2 separate regions of the Gossypium hirsutum genome follow, and region 2 is linked to region 1. A link is a contact called in public Hi-C data. All regions are on one chromosome and are shown on one strand. The core of a region is the stretch at or near the end of the contact, and the rest is flanking DNA. Distances in the headings are between cores, read along the strand shown.

Region 1 (5,294 bases), core at 2,161-4,660:
CTATACACTTAACATGCATTGTGATTTCATGGAATCAAATTATTATTAGCTATTTCCATAGCAGCCCCATCTCCCTCCCCTTAACAAAATTATTAGCTTTTTGTATATAAAAGTATTTAAAAAATAATTGAGTATTAAAATAATGATTAAAAAGTTGGATTCATTTTAAATTTATTTGAATATTATTTTATTTTTATTACTTTTAAGAACTTGAATTTTTAAATATTTTTATTTTATTTATTTCATATTATTTTTATAATACAATTAGATGATTTAATCTTATTTATTTCAGTTATGAAAATAAACTATTATAAAATTAAAAAATATATTATCATAAACTCAACCCAATTAAACAAGTTAATTTTGAGAAGAATTTATAAAGTTTAAATCGATTATATTTAAAATTTAAAAATAAAAGAAATTTCTATATCAAAATTCAGATTACTACTCGGCTATTGCATCAACAAATCTTCAACATTGCCATAAAATCATGAAGACAAGTAAAAATAGATCAATTTCATTTTTTTAACATAATATTCATCTTATATAAAGCAAGATTTTGTTACAGGAAAGCTCAAGATTATTCAGTGTTGATACATAAGAACAAAAATGATCATTCAATATAATCCAATAACAAATTAAAAACAAAATAATTACAAATCAGTAATATCTTCAATTTAAATTTCATGTTGTTGAAAACTTTTTCACTAATATTACGAATAAAAATACAGTTGATTGAGTCAATGATGCATTGACACTGTTGACAAAAGTTGAGGTCTCAAATCTTAAAGGTTCGGATTCAAATATTTTTGTTTGCAATTGCAATGTGTGGGTTTCCTTTCCACCATGTGCCTTAGGTGGGTTTTGTTTGACTCTTTTTAGATTAATCCAGTTTTTGCTTAGTTCTTCGTCTGTTGTGAATTGTATTGGTTGGATTCTACATTGTAGTTAGATTTACGCACTCTTTTCCTTTCCTTTGATTTAAAGGTTTTGGGTAGAAGTAGGCATTGTATAAGAAAAAAATAAAAATATCTTCCTCTCATACCATCCAATACAAAATACAGCTTCAATTTAATTATTATATTATTATGTCTAAGGATAATTATTTGATACACTAGCAATGTCTTTGTAACTCCACAAGTGGTGTTAAAATACTGCCAAATGTCTTTAAGCTAAATTGGACATATGGTGACATCTTAATCCCTCTTGTATAGTTTAAAAACTCCACCATTGATGCATCAAATAATAATACTATATTTAATTCTCAATTAATTAATTTTTTGTAGGGATATTCCAAACAATAAAAATAATTAAGAGTGATATTATTTGATTACCACCATTATAGAAACAGGGGTAAACTGCACCACATGTTACTCTAAAATAGTGTCATTTCTATTTTGGTCATTCTAATTTCTTTTGTCAATTAGTCACTCTAATTAAGATAATTGCTCGAATTGATCACTGTCGTTAAAATTCTGTTAATCCATTAACAGATTGTTGACGTGACTTTTTTTTTTACTTTTGACTATAACTAGGGACCTTTTTATAATCAGTCCAAAACATTTTTATTTATTTATTTGCAACATGAAGATGTTAATGGTAGCATTATCAATATTTGAATCCTCTATAAAAAGAGGGAATCCAACGACGGTGACGGCAAACCATAACTATGGACCCACCCTTTCCGATGAGTCCATTTGCCAGTATAACTGTTAGGATCGTCCCGAATAAGCAACGAACAAGTAAAAATAGTAGAAGAAATTGAGAAGATGAACACACAAATTTAACGTGGAAAAACCCCTCAAAAGAGGATAAAAAACCACGGGCAAAGATAATTTTACTATAATGGCAAAAGAATGAAGAGTAAAAAAGATGGAGATAAAAACTAAACCCCGAAAACCCGAAAAACAAAGAACCCGAAAAACGTAAACACAAAATTCTCTGAATGTGTTATGAGTTCTAATCTAATGGGTGTCTCTTTTTCTAAGATTGTAAAGGAGCCTATTTATAGGCTAAATTAGTAAGTCAAATAAACTATACTAATAAATGCTAAATATATTATACTAATAAATACTAAATCTTCTAGAAAGAAAATATATTTTTGTTTAACTTGACTTGCAAGCAATCTCTTAGAATTTGGGTCACACAATTCTAACAATAACACCACTTAGCCACCCTACCGCCACCGACGATCATGGCAATGTTGTCTCTACTGTTACTTCAAGTAAAACTACTCTTGATTACTTTTTTTTTGGTTGGTTTGATAATTATATTTTTTTTGCAATTTAGAAAAAAAAAACCTATTACAAATGTTACAGAGGATTGAAGAACTAATCTCCTAAAACAAGTTGTGCGATAATTCCTTTCAACCTTTTTTCGTATTTCGCTTCCTACAGTTATCCAGAGCACTATAACATATTGGTTATTTTATGTTTGAATTTGATTTCATAAATTTTGAAACAAACTTCAAAAAGCATCATCTAGTTATTAAAGTTAAATCCTCCAAAAGAAAAAAAAATGAAACAGTTGAATTGTAAAAAATTGTAAAAAGAATCTAATTTTTCAAATATAAAATTGTAAAAAAAAATCAAACAAACAAAAAAATAGAAGTAAAAAGAGATAAATTTTACTTGAAGTAACAATAGAGACAATATTGTCATGGCCATTGATGGCGATAGGGTGATCGATGGTGTTATACTGAAAAATGGGTTCATCAGAAAGAGTGGGGTTATGGTCATGATTCATTGTCGCCGTAATTGGATTCCCTCTTCTTAGAGAGGATTCAAAGGACAATGCCACTATTAAAATCTTCACGTTGTAAATAAACTAAAAAAAAAAAATTTGGAATAATTATGTAGAGGTACCTAATTTTAGTTAAAAGTAAAAAAATACCACGTTAGCAATCCATTAGTAGATCAATAAAATTTTTAATAACTGTGAGCAGTTCGAACAATTATCTTAATCAGAGTGATAAAAAAAATTTAGAGTGATGAAAAGAAGAATGAGGGTAGTTTATCCTAAAAGTAAAATAAGAGTAAGTAAAGAATGCAGTGGCGTGGGCCGTAGCCCACAAGTAAAAGTGAATATAGAGAAATTAAGTCCTTATAAATAAATAAGAGGAAGTTGTACGGCCTTATCAGGGCTAACATTAGGATCCTCCTATCAGTGTATGTATCACCCCTTATCCACTGAAAATGATCCCTCTTATAAATCATTATTATAAGCTCCCCACCCAAAATCCTACAAAAACATAAAACAAAAGTAGGGCCATCGCCTTATGGCCCATATCCACCACCACCACCATCAGTTTTAGTTTTGTTATTATCTGGCGTTAACAAAAAAGAGTTAAACAGGTCACCTATGATCTCCCGTCCAATAAATCAATAGAGGGTGTGGGTTGAGAGTGAGATGGATGCACGTGGTTTCTGTACTTTCTCTTATATAGGAATAGGAGTAGAATAGTATATAAAGCCCTTCCATTCCCTTACTTTTTCTCCGTCTATCCAACTCTACCATTGATTATTTTTTTCCTTTTTCCTTTTGTTTTGTTTCTGGTTCTGGTTTCCTTTTTCTCTTCACATTTCTTTCTCCCGATGAACAAACGCTCCTTTGTCGTTAGAATTAGAGTTTATTGCCACTCAACTCACCACTATTTGATCTGACCTTGGTTATTTCTGCTTCATTTTTTTCTCTTTTAAATTTTCTTGTATTTTCTTGAAGCTTCTTTCCAACGGAGAAATAGATAGAAGAGAGAGGGAGAGCCAGAGAGAGTCGACTGAGAAAGTTTTGCTGTATGTCAGTAGATTGTATTGAGACTTACTGCGGTGGATTTGGCGAGCTTGCAAACCCTTTACAATGGCCTCAGCTAAGAAAAAGACGACGCTTCATTCTTCTTCATCTTCTTCCCCTTCTTCATGTTGCGCATCGCACTCCGTTGTTTCCGCCGCGCCTCCTGCTTCTTCATCTGCCTCCGCCACCGCCTCCAATCTGCTGCACGAGTGGACCCTCGGTTCTACGGATCGCCGCGACGATAGCAGCGTCACCAAAGCTGCCATGGCGTCCTTGATTCGCCCCGTTGATTCTCTTCCCGATACTTCCACCAAAGGCATCTCTCTCTCTCCCCCTGTCTCTTTCATTGTTGTAAGAAATGTGTCGGCGTTTCAGATGATCCTCAATTTAGATCCTAGCCGTTTTACATGTTGTTATGTATTTCTTTTTCTATCATCTCATGTTTTTCGGACTTTTTTATTTTCTGCATCGTTCCTCGTGCATTAATCATCCACGAATATCATGAACTAAAGTTTCAGACTTCGATATATATATTCTTTTTGAAAAAAAAAAGGAATTAACTACGGTTTAGTTTGTACCAAATGCATGTATATTTCTTTCTTTTATTTATCTATCTTTTATAGTTATATTGGAAGAATCTTGAAAGTGTAAGATTTATTTCGAGAAAGGACTATCAATTCATTACTTAATGCTTCACTTTGACCTTTTATTTTTATTTGCTCTGCTGCTTGTTGACCGATTTCTTTTTCCTAAAAAAATTTCAAGTGAATAACTTCAAGAATTTTGTGTTTAATCGAACGTGTTTGAGAGTTATGCTGGTATTTAGTTATTTAGCACTCTGATGTCGACAAGGATTTTTCTCTCTATAGTGTTCAATAAGATTGCTTGTTTGATTGTGCAGGCATCCAAATCTTTACAAGGCCTCAAACCAGTCATCCTTTGGACCCTTTATCTGCTGCTGAGATCTCTGTTGCAGTTGCTACTGTCAGAGCTGCTGGTGCCACTCCTGAGGTTGCTAATTTCTATATAATGCCTTTATTTTGTTGTCCTCCATTCTATCATTTCTAAACCAATGTGCTTAAGATTTGTTGATGTTTCTATGTTGTTTAAAATGTTGAGATAAGTAATATTCTTATTTTTCTTTTTCAAGGTAAGAGACAGCATGCGCTTCGTTGAAGTGGTTCTTTTGGAGCCAGACAAGCATGTTGTTGCTCTGGCAGATGCTTATTTCTTCCCACCTTTCCAACCCTCATTACTTCCCAGGACCAAAAATGGCCCAGTGATACCTACCAAGCTCCCTCTCAGGCGAGCTAGATTGGTTGTCTATAACAAGAAGTCCAATGAAACAAGTATATGGATTGTTGAGTTATCTGAAGTACATGCAGTAACTCGAGGAGGGCATCACAGGGGAAAAGTAATATCATCTCAAGTTGTACCAGATGTTCAGCCTCCTATGGTAAATCTATCTCATTGCATGGACAGTTGTACTTTATGTTTTTCCCATT
Region 2 (4,630 bases), core at 573-3,072, 340 kb after region 1:
AAGGTCTAATGTGGAAATTTACCACCTTTTAAATGTTTTGTACAGTTAGTTTTTATTTTCCCTTAATTATTTTATGTTAAATCATGTTATAATAATATTAATAATGGTTAAAATAATAAAACATAAACATCATCGTCTTCATTTGGACTTTCCACCGAAAAGAAAAATATTAGAACACCATTGTTGAAGCTTCAAGGTTCTGCCAACTTGTCTCCTTGCATGTAAGCTAATTTTTATGTTTTTGAGAACGTTGTAGCTTAATCTAGCTAGCCCAGTGACTATTTCATAAAATTTTTAAAGGTTTTAAAAGTTTCCATTAGTGAGTTATGGAAGTTATTGATGTTTACTAGTAGATTTGTAAGCTTGGTTGTTAAATAAGACTAATTTGTAAAGTGATTTTTATTAGTTTTGAGTTCAAGGACTAAAATGAAAGTATGTCGACTTTAGCATGAAATTTCTGTAATTTTAAATGATTGAGAATTGTACAGGTATGAGTATGTAATCGGATTGAAATTGTGGGTTTAAATGTGAAATTTATAAAGGTTTCGGTTTTAAGGAATAAATGGAATAAAATGTAAAAGTTTAGGGAAATTCTTTAAAATAAAATTAATAGGTCATATGTATGAATTTGAGTGTTATATGGTATATGGAATTGATATTTTGAACTTAATTATTATTTAGATCAAGAATTGAACAACCGATTGATAAGTGAGGAAAAAGAAAAATTGTGGAATAGTCCTTATGACCCAATTCGATAGTTGGTTATATTAGGTAAGTTCATAGGGTATAATCATATACTTTTATGTATTGAATTTGATTTAATTGTGAATATTTCTGTAATGATAGATTGAAATTTTGAAATGTTTATAATTCAGTACTAAAGGTGAGAAAGGATTAAGGATCTAATATTATGCCTTGTATTCTTGAATAATATGATTCATGTGAGATATTGAATGATAATGACCTGATTTTGATATGTGCTCTAAAAATGTGGAAGTGCTCCTATATTGTAAATGTTCTGAATCTTGTATAACCATCAGTTTGAATGTAGTAAACGATTAGGATACGATTGGCATGCCAATAGGGTTAGTTGCACGCTTATTCTGTTCGCACTATGGTGCCCTTGTATGCACATTTGTGCCCTTGTTCAGCACTACGGTGCTCTCTAAGACGGTTACTTGAGTATCTGAGTTACTTTTGCTATAGTTTATCAGGTTATCCAAATCTATGAATAAATGGGATAACGATGTTTTTATATTTGATGATGCTATGTGATCGAAATAGCTTGAATGACATTATTGATGTTGAATTACTCAATGAATTTGTATACGACAAACTCACATGTTTACTCAATGAATTACTCAATAAAGTCGATGGAAATAATCGCTTCTGTCTACCAATTACTAAATCACTTAAAAAACTTGTCTCAACAATATATGATATATGATATGTATGATATTAATATATATAATCTTTTATTTTCGAAAGTATATATAATCGTTTGAATTATTTAATCTTAAATTATCAAATAAAAGAATAAGAATTTAAATTCATTAAAAGACTTCTGGATTAATATAATAATAATTAAAATTATATCTTAAAAGTTTTAAATTTCACTTATCTTAAAAAGTGAATTTTTTTTTAGAAATACCCGACTGGAATTTATTCAAAATAAGAGTAACACAATCAAATTAAAGAGACCAAGTTCAAACTTGAGCAGATCCTAAGCCAGCCCAAAATGCAAACAAATGCATATTGGCCCACTATTACGAAATGAAAGCCCAAAATAAAACAATTTCCAATTGAATACACCAACTGGCACACACTCCCAAGATATTCTCAACCTTATCGCCTCAAACGGTCCAGTTTCCAAAAGCTAGCAACTTTCCAAAATCAAACCCTATCAATTGTCATTATCCCTTCCAGAACATTGTCACAGCATCCACCCCCAGTTAAGTTCTCTCAGTCTCCTTCTTCCCACAGTTTCAACAATGAAATCTGGTACTCCTCCTTCCAGGTAATCTTCTCTATCCCTCTTCAAACTTTCAGTGGCCAAACAATGTGCAAGAGCATTTGTAGATCTGGGTACATGCTTGAACTAGATCCATTGAAATCCTCATTTTATCTGTTGAATGTTTCGAATGATAGCTCCTATTTCTGATTTGTCTTAAAGATTTGTCTGACATTTTTTTTATTATTGTCCCTGCATCGCCCTCTGCTATCACTACTCAGAGCTTTAACTGCTGTCCTAAAAGCAATGCTTGGAGACAAGCATAAACTTCCACCGTAAAAGGCGACGCAACCACCGTGTGGAGAATCATTTTAGAGGCAACAATCTCACCCAATGCGTTTCTAGCAACAACCCCCGAACCCGGTCTGGCTTGTGTTTGATTGAAGGAAGCATCAAAGTTGATTTTGATCAACAAATTTGTTGAGGGGTTCCATTCCTCATTTCCTTCCAATCTAGTAATCTTTCTTTCTTCAATCCCTTCGAGTTCTTTGATATAACGAACTACCCGTTCGCCTATTTCCTTCCCAGTAGACTGTTTCCTTTCATGCACTAATTGATTATTATTTGTCTAGATAGCCCATATGGAGCAACAGAACGTCCTGCATTACTTGTCCGTACTTCTTCTAAAAATCCAGGTAATCCACTCCCAATAATTCATAACTCAATTTGATAAATTCCAGGTAAGATTTAAGTGAACCCATACCTCCACTATTATAGGACAGTCTCGGAAAATATGGACGAGGTCTTCCACTAGACCCTTGCATCTGGGAAAAAACACGTTCACCACCAACCTTCTGGAAAATAAATTAGCCAAAGTAGGAAGAAAATACCAAGAAGTTTTCCATAGCATAATTTTAATTTTAGATGGGATCTGTAATTTCCATAATTTCTTGTAGAAATCAGTGCTATCATCTTGTCTAGAATTTGTATTCGAGAAAAAAGCACTTCTATGTAATAGTTTATAAGCGCTTCGAACAAAAAATTCCCTAGATGACTCACCCCTCCACACCAGCATGTCATTGTGAACTTCTTGTCCTAAAGAAATCTGGAGGATCCTTGTCGCAACTTACTCTAAAAAGGTACTGTTGATCAGATCTGCTTTCCATTTCCTATCAAAATTGTCAATTAAGTCTGATACCCAAACTATCTCCTCATTGCTAACTAACTTGTGAATTCTGTAACAAGCAAAACTAGGAAGCTACGCATCACTTTGAATAGAAATTCTTTCCCCTGAACCTACTCTCCAACAGAACCCACTTTGTAAGAGCCTTTTAGCAGCCCACACACTCTTCTAGGTAAGCGAAGGTAAATTACCTAGCCCTGCATGCAAAAAGTATAAATTTCAAAAATATTTTTCCTTTAATACACGAGCTAAAAGTGAATTGGGATAATTAATAAGACACCACCCATGTTTTGCCAATAATGTGATATTAAATCTAGTAAGACTACAGAATCCCATCCCACTAAAATCTTTTGAATCGCACAAGTTTTCCCAATCACACCAATGAATGCATTTTTTACTAGGACCTTTTTGCCACCAATATTTTGCCATGATATTCTCCAACTCGCCACAAAATGACTTAAGAAGTAAAAAAACACGCCATCGAATAATTAGGGATAACTTGCAAAACTGATTTTATGAAAACTTACCTCCTTGGGATAGAAATCTAGTACTCCAATTTTCTATCCCCTGCTTAAATCAATCTTTAAGAAACTGAAAAGAGGCCTTTTTGCATCTACCTACCATATTGGGCAACCCTGAATATCTTTTAGGGTTGTTAGACAATCTCATACCTAGAATACTAGACACAATTTGTTTATCACCCTAATTTGTATTTAAGTTGTAAAAGATGGTGGATTTATCAAAATTTACACATTGTTTTGAGCATCTTTCATACTCCCTTAGCACCACTTTTAACGTATGTGCTCCATTAGCAGTAACTTCTCCGAAAAGAATACAATCATTTGCAAATAGAAAATGAAAAATTTAAGGTCCACTCCTACTTGCCTTAGTGCCTCTTAGCAACCCATCAACCATAGTTAACCTCATAAGAGCTGATAGACCCTCACTACAAATTAAGAAGAGGAAAGGGCTTAAAGGATCTCCCTACCGAAGCCCTCGACTAGGTCTAAATCTCTCACCAATTTTTCCATTCACAGTGACCAAGTATGAAACTAAAGATATACACCTCATAATAGCATCAATCCATCTCACATTAAAACCCATATGCATCATCATCTCCCTCAAAAATTGACATTCAACTCTGTCATAAGCTTTGCTCATATCTAATTTCAAAGCCATAAACCCTTTTTTCCCCACTCTCTTTTGACGAAGAGTATACAAGATCTCACAAGCTAAAAGCACATTATCTGAAATTAACCTCCCAGGAAAAAAAACACTTTGAGCATTATCTATACACAACTCTAACACATTTTTGAACCGATTCAAAATCATCTTCGTTATCAACTTGTATAGAACTTTACATAAGCTAATAGGCCTAAAGTTACCTAGATTTTTTGGATTAGGACATTTAAAGATCAACACAATATTAGTAAGATTTAGTGGTTCAAGACCCATACCTTCATTTAGGATTTTTAAACAAAAGTGTGAGACGTCAC

Evidence for each region. A called contact is a pair of places that touch in the nucleus more often than the background predicts.
Region 2: a Hi-C map of anther shows a contact between it and region 1, with 2.9 times the contacts expected there. The contact joins the promoter of LOC107949627 here to the promoter of LOC107949638 in region 1. A contact is called at or near these places in 3 of 34 Hi-C or Micro-C datasets (anther and leaf).

Annotation. Positions count from the first base shown.
Region 1 is chrD03:43,291,808-43,297,101 of Gossypium_hirsutum_v2.1, forward strand. It overlaps LOC107949638 (copper methylamine oxidase), which reads left to right and starts at 3,411. Exons shown (of 12, transcript XM_016884372.2): 1 at 3,411-4,105; 2 at 4,691-4,800; 3 at 4,940-5,245. The coding sequence starts at 3,856.
Region 2 is chrD03:43,636,944-43,641,573 of Gossypium_hirsutum_v2.1, forward strand. It overlaps LOC107949627 (phosphatidylinositol transfer protein 3), which reads left to right and starts at 1,823. Exons shown (of 9, transcript XM_041090184.1): 1 at 1,823-2,017; 2 at 2,233-2,466; 3 at 2,588-3,090.